2 separate regions of the Mus musculus genome follow, and region 2 is linked to region 1. The links are chromatin contacts, called in public promoter capture Hi-C maps. All regions are on one chromosome and are shown on one strand. Each heading gives the region's core, a stretch centred on a gene start, on an enhancer-like site or on the middle of the called end of the contact. The rest is flanking DNA. Distances are from core to core; before and after follow the strand shown.

Region 1 (4,561 bases), core at 721-3,220:
CAGCCTCTGCTCTTTCACACTCCTATGCTCTTTGGCCTGTAAGTTGTATTTCATGAGAGGTTAGACCTAACTCTTCTTAAATTGGTGATCCATATTTATTCTATTTGTGAGAGTGACATGGCCCTTGTGTGGAAGTCAGAGGATACTCTTAGTGTCCTGCCTCAACTTTCTATGGTTTGAAAACCATAGCATAAGCCAGTTCAGCTGGCCTATGAGCTAAAGCTCCTAGTGTCTACCCCTTCCATTTCCTGTAGGAGTACAGGGATCACTGATACTTAGGCTGCTGCGGCTGGCTTTTATGTAGATTCTGGCAATCAAGCTTTTGGGACAATTGCTTTAGCTGATGAGCCACCTCCAGCTCTTAGTGTTTATTACTTTTAAAGAATGTGTATTTCTGGGATATTCTAACTGTAACACTTGCACAGGTGAGCACATGTGTGGATTTTGCATGGACATGATTGTGTAGGCACATGGCGGTCAGAGCAGGACGTTGAGTGTCTTCTTCCTTCCTTGTTTTCTGCCTGGAGACAGGGTCTCGTGCTGGATTGGAAGCTCACCACCCTGGCTAGGTTGTTTGACCAGCAGGCTCTTGTGATCTACTTGTCTCTGCTTCAGTGCTCGGGTTACACGCATACTCATGCATGCCCAGCTCTAAGGGTTTTATTGCAGTGAAGAGGCACCATGAGCAAGGTAGCTCTTAGAAAGGAGAACATTTAATTTGGGCTGGCTTACAGTTTTGGAGGTTTAGTCCATTATTATGGCAGGAAGCATGACAGCATGCAGGCAGACATGGTGCTGGAGAAGGAGCTGAGAGTTCTACATCTTGATCAGAAGGCAACTAGGAGGAGACTGTATGTACTGGGTGCAGCCTGAGCATAGGAGGAGACCTTAAAGCCCACCCTCACAGTGACACACTCCTCCCAACAAGGCCACACTCCCTAATGCCACACCACAAGGACCAAACATTCAAACACATGAATGGGGAGGGGGAGGGCAAACCTATTCAAACCACGCTTGCAGAACAAGTGTTCTTAACCTACTCAGCCATAGCGCCAACCCCTACTTTATAATAACTCATATTGAAAAAATCTTGTGAATACACTGTCAGTCTTAATTGTGTACAGGATTCTGCTCCCAGTACAAAGATCGTTACCTTCTAGACTGAACTTGAAGTTTACATTATAGTAAATTATTTTGATAAATTCTGATAAATACACTGTTAGTCTAAGGTCTTGAATGATTCCAGAAAAGTCTTTCACAAAGACACTATAGTAAAATACCTTTTTAGGTAGTAAGCATCATTGGTTAGCCTCTTGATTTGCTTACCTGTGATCACTGTTTAATTATATTTAAATTTCATAGCTTTAGGCTTGTATATCTGAAATACGTTTTCAGTGCTCTTACTCTAATTACTGGGTAGTAGAATATATTCTGCTATTGTACTTTCAAGATCTTAAAACAAAAATATGTATGAATTAGATGTGGCATATGACATTTTAAAAAAAAGTTGTACTGTTGTTTGACCCTGGCATTATAGGAGCATTTTTACTTCATATTAATGTGTGTAAGGTGCTTATTGTTTAATAACAGCAAAGTAGATTCCTTTGGAGGAAGCTTGTCTCTCTTAACTGGTGAGCTAATTCTACATTGTAGGCTGGGTGGGGGGGCAGACAGACAGACAGACACAGACAGAGATACAGACTGTCTCTCCATTCGTCCTGTTTTTCTTGGGTCTGGAAAGTCTGGAGAAAGGTGAGTTCTCATCTGTGTAGGCCTGCTGTGAGGCTTGGGTAGCTTCTAGAGCCTAACCAGGACCCTGTCATAGATTGTGGGAACTTTTGTAGCTTGAATTTTTCCAAGTAATTATATGACGGTTTTTTAAAGTTGTTTGTCCCTGGCATAATGGGAGCATTCCCACTTCATCCTAATATATGTAAGCTGTGTGTTGTTTAACAGCAGCACAGTGGATTCCTCTGGAGGCAGCTTATGACTCATCCCATTGTCTTCTTAACTTCCGGACAGGATGTGGGCATGGGTCTACATTCTGTGTTTTGGCATAATCCTAAAATGTCATACTTTGCTCTATGTCTGTGTTTGTCTTGATGGGAGTAAGTCATAGACTGTGGGGGGTTAAACAGTAGGCTGTGACCTGGTTCCCAAGAATCCCAGCAGCACTTGGGAGGCAGAGGCAGGCGGATCTCTGAGCTTGAGGCCAGCCTGGTCTACAGAGTGAGTTCCAGGACAGCCAGGGCTACACAGAGAAACCCTGTCTCAAAAAAAGTGGATATCCTTGAAGTTCATGCAGTGGTGACGATGCTGTTCATACTGTGGTGTGTCTTGTCCGTGTTGAGTTCAGCTCTTAGCGGGATTACGCTTGGCAATTTGGAATGGAAACATTGTTAAAGATTTTAAGACTTTGCAGGGTTCAGTCTAGAACAGCTTTATATAGTTTGCAGTGCTGCTGCTTGTGGTGTGGATCTGCTCAGTCCTGTGAGTCTGAAGCTGAGCGAGTGTTTCGGTATGGTGGTCTCTGGCACTATGTGTCACCTGCTCACCCCTTTGTGTGGATGGGTGGCTAAGCCGTGAGTTTGAAGCCAGTACATAATGAGGCTACATAATGAGGCTGTCTGAAAAAACAAAGCAAAAGGACATCAAACCAAACCGGTATCTCCCACCAAAACCTTCCTGTTTATTAATAAAGATGTAATCTACTAGAGCTTTTATGGTGTTGGGAGGAAAACAAACTTTATCATAGTTGGATATATAATTGCTTTTAAAACACCATCACTACCTCAACATTTAGTCCTCCTGCCTCTTCCTCCTGTGTGCTCAGGTGACAGGTGTATGGCTGTGCCTGGCTTACACTTGAGTTTTGATCACCATGAGTCATGCCCTTGTGATAGCCATAACTGTCCACTGTGCTCATTACCTTTGAGATAAGTAGAATGCATGCAGTTGGTTCTGCTTTGGCAACCTCTGACACGTTGATCTTACCCTGTACTGAGCAGATATGCCATGTCTTCCTGCTGTGGTGGACTATAACCCTCTTAAAGCTGTGAACTGAAGTAAATCTTTAATCCTTAAAGGGGAAGCAAGCAGGAAGCCGTTAACATTGATAACTGGCAATCGGGTCCTTTGATTTAGAAGATTTTCTAGGTTCTTTGCATGGTCTTTCAGATTGTGGATCATGTCTTAAAAATCTCTTATGCCTTGGTGGTGTTGCCTGCCTTTAATCCCAGCACTTGGGAGGCAGAGGCAGGCAGATCTCAGGGAGTCTGAGGCCAGTCTGGCCTACAGAGTGAGAGACTGCACTCCCCATTCCTACAGTATACTCCCCTCACCCCCACACCCTCACCCCCCACACCCTCATCCTCCACTCTCCCCCAAAAAAAGGAAGAAAAAAAGAAGTAGATTTCTTCTCAAATCAAGACCACAATAAGATGACTTCTTAGGCCTTTGTAAATTTGGCGTTTTTACCATCTTTACACACACACACACACACACACACACACACACACACACACACACACACACCCTCTACCTCTGAAGGTCTCTAGAGGTCTAAAGGCCTCAAAGGTAGAATGTCATTCTTCTTTGATTGTTTTTATTGTATTTTTTTGAGACAAGGTTTCTCTGTATAGTCCTGACTGTTCCGGAACTCAGAGATGCTTGTCTTTGCTTCCTGACTGCTGGGATTAAAGTCTGGGCTACCACACCTGGCGCTTAGAAATTGGGTTTAAGGACTTTGTAGTACCGAGGCTGGTGTTTGGTTTTGACCTCAGATGCTATACTCACAGCCCTTAGCCTAGAAAAATAACACTTTAACTTTTCAATATGACCAATCTTATAGATTCTACATAGTCCTTGGGCCAAGTTCATAAAAGTCTCATCTGTGGAACTTGGTTCAGCCAGAAACCAGGCTGATGTTTAGGGCTGATGTTGGGGCAAGTCTGTTTCTCCTCCTGAATCACTGCATCATCCACCTTTCAAAGCCTGGTCTCGGCCACAGCAAACCTGAAGAGGTCAGAGAGGTTTTCCTAGGGGCCCAGAAGTAGCTGCAACATCTGTATGCACTGTATATGATCAGGCCAGACCTCTGGAAATGATGATTCTGTGGTGAGGTGACATAATGACAGACAAGACAGCTTGGGAGCAAAAAAGCCTTTTCTCAATTTTTTTTAATTCCCAAAATAATTTTTAAAAATTTTTGTATAATTGCTTATTGTTGTGCTTGCTGGCCCATTTCCAAGTTCCTTCTACGTGTGTGTGTGCAATGTTGTATGTAAACTTATTCTATATACCAGTAGTTGGTTAGCCTCTGTCCTTGAATACTGTCATTTATCTGACTTTAGTAGATGTATTGATTATCGCTGGTGTATAGAAATGCAGTGGACCTGTATATCTTTGTTTGTATATTGGGAATTTTTCTGTCTACCTATGAGAATACTAGGAATGCTAGAGGCTTTCCAGACTTCACTACCCAACAGTGTTGTGTATGGAAATTAACCACATTATAATGTGAAGCACTAGAAGCTGGTATTCATGACATTTAAGTCATACT
Region 2 (4,458 bases), core at 1,376-3,875, 75 kb before region 1:
AGAGTTCCAGAACAGCCAGGGCTACACAGAGAAACCCTGTCTCCTAATAATTAAATAACTTGTTTGTTTTAAAAAGCAATCCAGAAAGAACAACAGCAACAACAATGGAACTTAATGTTTTATTTATTTTTTAAGATAAAGTGATTTTCATATGTGGGTGTTTTGCACGTACGGCTGTATACTGTGTGTGCAGCACTCGTGAAGGCCAGAAAAAGGGGTTGGATCCTCTGGAGTAGGCATTACAGATGGTTGTGAGCTGCCATATGGGTTCTGGGAACCAAACCTGGTTCCTCTGGAAAAGTAGCTCTTAACTGCTGAGCCATCTCACTAGGCCACACCACTTAGATTTTGTAAATGAGGGCTAATAACATGGTTCAAGATGCAGAGGGACTTTCTGCCAAGCTTCATGACCTCAATTTAATTCCTAGAACCCACAGGGAGTATCCCTGCACTCTGTGTGCTCACGCTCTCTCTCTCTTTCTGTCTGTCTGTCTCTCTCTCTCTCTGTCTCTCTCTCTGTGTCTCTGTCTGTCTCTGTCTCTGTGTCTCTCTCTGACACACACACACACACACACACACACACACACACACACACGGGGTGGGGGGCGGGGAAACAAAATAAAACACTTAAAGTGAGCAAAGAGAAGTCTAGGCCTGGTAGCACATACCTGTAATCCCAGCACCTGGAGGGTGAGAACAGGAGGATTCTAAGTTCAAGGCCAGGCTGGACTGCAAATTAATGCCTTGTTTCAAGAAAACAAAACCAAACAAACCAGTCTGCAACCCCCAGGTGAGGAGTGGGGTCTCACGTGCTCCCATTGGGAAGGGACAGGCAGGATGATCAAGGAGTGCTCACAGCCCCTAGCTATACATTTCACTTCAGATTATCCATAACAGGGCTAACATAGCTCACAGCACAAAGAACCAAAGGTTACAATGAAAATATAGCTTAGTTGTTAGAGTACTTGCTTACCATGCCCAAAGTCCTGAGTTCAATCCCTAGCTTCACATAACACTGGACAGAGTGGTACATACCTGTAACCTCAGGACTGAAGAGGGTCACAAGTTCAGGTGTTTTGTTTTTTAAAAGAATCAAAGGTACTCTTAGTGGCTGGGTGTTCCTAGTCTTCTGGTCAGTGTCTAACTAGTGACGTTCTCCTATGTCACTTGTCACCTGCCAAGGAGCCTCCACTCTTAGACTAGAGTGCATGCACACAGCCTGAGATGGTGGATGCTGCTGCACACACAGCATGGCCTTCTGCTCCTAGGCTACTCTACTGAACATCACAGCGAGCCCTGCTCACTGCAGCAAGTGCTGTGCTCTCAGACAACATAAAACCTTTTGTTTTTTTGGGTGGGGGGTGGGGGTGAGCAGGGGGCCAGCAGGGTTTCACTAGCTAGTTCTGCCTGACCTCCAACTGGCAGCCCCTGTTTTAGTGCTGAGATTACAGGCATGTAAGACCTGGTTTGTTTGGTTTTGTCCTCTTCCACTATGCTCTTATAGGACTACAGTAAAACCTGTGTCCCTCAGTAATGGACCATGCAATGCATACACACCTGAAAGCGGCCACAGTCTGACTGCATTTGGAACTATATGCTGTTTCAGTAACAATCCGCTAATACCTTCAAAGCTAGGGGTCAGTATTCGCAATAGCAAACTCTGTAAAAAGAGAAAAAGACCGAGGTAACACTAAGACCATATACCACAACAACACAGGCCTAATCAAAGTCCTTGCCTAGCATGCAGAAAGCTATGGATTTGATCCCCAGTACCTCCTTAAAACTGGGTACAGTGGCGCATGCATGTAATCCCAGCACTTGGGAGGGGATGCAGGAGCATCAAAAGTTCAAAGTCATCTTCAACTGTGTATTGAGAATCTCTCCCTCCTCGGTTTCCATCCTAGAACTGCCTCCCAAGAAGGGGAGGGGCCAAGGGAAAGTGTCAATCAACTCCATCAATGAATTTCACTGGACTCAGCCACAAAACAAAACAAAAAAACCGAAGAAACAAAAGTCAATTAACTTTCACCCACAGCCCAGTTTGAGTCTCCAATTCACAATCTTCCTGGCCTCGTCCTACCAGCAAATACTGAAATTGCAAGTGTGCACCACCTATGTGGGCAAAAGGATCGGGAGTCCAAGGGCTGCTCCGAGTACACATGAACGCCTGCCTCCAGACCAGAAAGAAGAGGACGGAAAGGCACGGGTGACCAGGACTCAGTTTGAAGCCGCCAGGGACAGTGATACAGGGCGTCTCTCTCACACACGCCAGGGAGAGACGAACCACCCGAGGCAGATGCTGCCTCCCGTCCCGGGGAGCCCACAGCAGCCATCCTCCTGCGGAAGAGCGAGGTGCAGGCGCACTTCCGGTCGGCGCGGACCGACCCGCCACACCCGCCGCCGCCGGGCTCCGAGCGGGTTACCTGAGGCGCGTGGCCTCCAGCCGCAGCCGGGCCAACCGGAGTCCCGCGGGCCGCGTACGGCCGCCTGGCCCCAGCCCCGGACGAGAGGCCTGGGCCCCTGCCTGAGAGCAGGCCCCACAGCCGTCGGGGCCGGGGCTCCGGGCCGGGGCGGAGCCCGCGAAGCAGCAGCAAGGCGGCCGCCATGGTGCCGAAAGCGGCGCCTGCGCAGTGCGGCTCCGGCCGCCCTAACGGTCAGGTTTTTGAGGGCGGCCTCCCTTTGCGCTTGCGCGGGGTTGAAGGTCGCGCGCTCCTGGCGACGCCTGCGCGGTCCGAACCGTCTGGTATCCGCAAGGTTAGCTGCGAAACCTCGAGAGTCAGCAGGGTGCGCAGCGCGAAAGCTAGCAGCCCGCAGCCTGCGGGTTCACGTAGAGACAGGCTACGGTTACCCGGTATTTTTCTCTCTTGTGTTTTATTAACAGTCCAAGTTGCGGTTTCCAGTACTTGGCAAGTGGATACACGATTCGCTTTTCACGTTATCTCTTTCTTTGGGGTGCGATTTGGTGGTTCCTGTTGGCCACTTCCGTCCTTCCTGTACGTATTTATTTTGTTGTTTCTCTGTGTGGTGCTAGCTGTCCTCTCGCTGTAGACCAGACTGACCTCGAACTCGGAGATCCACCTGCCTCTTGGTTTTGGTTATTTGTTTTTTTAAATACAGTATCGCTGTGCAACAGTCTGGCTTCAAACTCAAGCTCCGTCTCCTGTGTGCCGGCCTGACAAGAATGAACCAGTTTTTCTGAACATCAGAGATCCGGGGGATGCCCCTGGCTGGCTACAGAATCAACTTAGAGCCAGTGGTGTGTGAGACCACAGGGCAGCAGCTACATACAGAGTAGGAAAACGGTGCCCTCAATCTTAGAGAGGGAGGGAGGGGGGCTCCTAAAGTCGGAACTGGAGGGGCTGGAGAGATGGCTCAGCTGTTAAGAGCACTGGCTGCTCTTCCAGAGGATCCAGGTTCAATTCCCAGCACCCACATGGCAGCTCATGACCATCTGTAACTCCAGTTCCAGGGGATTCGACAACCTCCCACAGACATACATGCAAGCAAAACACCAGTGCACATTAAATAAAACATTTAAAGTGGTGATTGGACCCGTGTCCTCTGGAAGAGCAGACAGTGCTCTTAACCACTGAGCCATCTTTCCAGACCCCTCCCCCCCTTATAGCCATTAGTGGTCTACTACCCATTTCTCCAACTCCCTTAGCATCAGGCAACCACTAGCATTCTTTGTTCCTGTGGACTGTGTTTATGACCAAATTAAGAGCCCCCTTAATTATACTCACTGCCCCTGAGGAGCACCCGTCATCCCGAGCTTCATACCATTTGGCTTTGACAGTTCATTTGTGCAGAGACAGAAGGGAGAGCTTGCTGTCCCACCCATGGACAGCTGCAATCCCAGGCCTGGGCAGGGCCACTGAAGCTCTGAGTCCTGCTAGTCCATGCCAGGCTGGTGCCTGGTAGTCTAACTGCAGAAAGCCCCCAAAGCAGTCTCGGTGCCTTTCCTTCCACTCCATGTCTTTCTGTACTCTCCAAGTCCCTTAACACTAAATAATTCAAACAATAAGCCTTCTCGGTGCTGACTGGTGCCTGGCTTCATGTCAAGCAAACTCTCTGAAGTAAATAAATAAATAAAAATTATCTTACTATGTAGTCCTAGCCAGTCTCAAACTCACAAGAGATCTCCCTGCCCCTGCCCCCTCAGGGCTGGATCAAAGGCATGCACACACCGTGCCACGCAGAAGTGAAAGTTTAAATCATTTAATTGTATGGGCTGAGTGTTTTACCTGCTTATATGTAAGTGTATATGTGCCAGCCTGGTGCCCTCAGAGGTCTGAACGTGACATTGAATGCCCTGGAACTGGAATTTTAGGTGATTGTGAACCCCCGGGTGGTGCTGGGGATCAATCTGGGTCCTCCAAAAAAGCAACACGCGTCCATCTCTCCCGCTCCGTAAATATTTTAGTTCATTTCTATACGTGTGGATGTTTTGCCTGCATG

The links. Promoter capture Hi-C pulls out the DNA fragments that hold promoters and counts their contacts.
Region 2: a promoter capture Hi-C map of the HPC-7 cell line shows a contact between it and region 1. The contact joins the promoter of Spg7 here to the enhancer-like site in region 1. A contact is called at or near these places in 13 of 39 promoter capture datasets (the C10 cell line, the HPC-7 cell line, cranial neural crest and 8 more), 1 of 15 datasets of contacts at CTCF or cohesin (the NIH/3T3 cell line), 15 of 484 Hi-C or Micro-C datasets (the AML12 cell line, B cells, CD8 T cells and 10 more), 12 of 115 datasets of contacts at active chromatin or transcription factors (the 230-238 cell line, CD8 T cells, the HPC-7 cell line and 7 more) and 4 of 9 other capture datasets (adipose tissue, embryonic stem cells, liver and 1 more).

Annotation. Positions count from the first base shown.
Region 1 is chr8:122,987,595-122,992,155 of GRCm38.p6, reverse strand. All of the region lies in intron 1 of Ankrd11 (ankyrin repeat domain 11), which reads left to right. Among named protein-coding and RNA genes, the nearest start is that of Gm24445, 6.9 kb to the right of the region's middle. Within about 2 kb of position 1,970, at least 90 of the 459 cell types and tissues checked have an H3K27ac peak or open chromatin away from gene starts, as enhancers often do. A contact at or near this core is called in B cells, CD8 T cells, the HPC-7 cell line and 5 more, where this site is marked.
Region 2 is chr8:123,063,675-123,068,132 of GRCm38.p6, reverse strand. It overlaps Spg7 (SPG7, paraplegin matrix AAA peptidase subunit), which reads right to left and starts at 2,625. Exons shown (of 17, transcript NM_153176.5): 1 at 2,424-2,625; 2 at 1,558-1,660. The coding sequence starts at 2,606.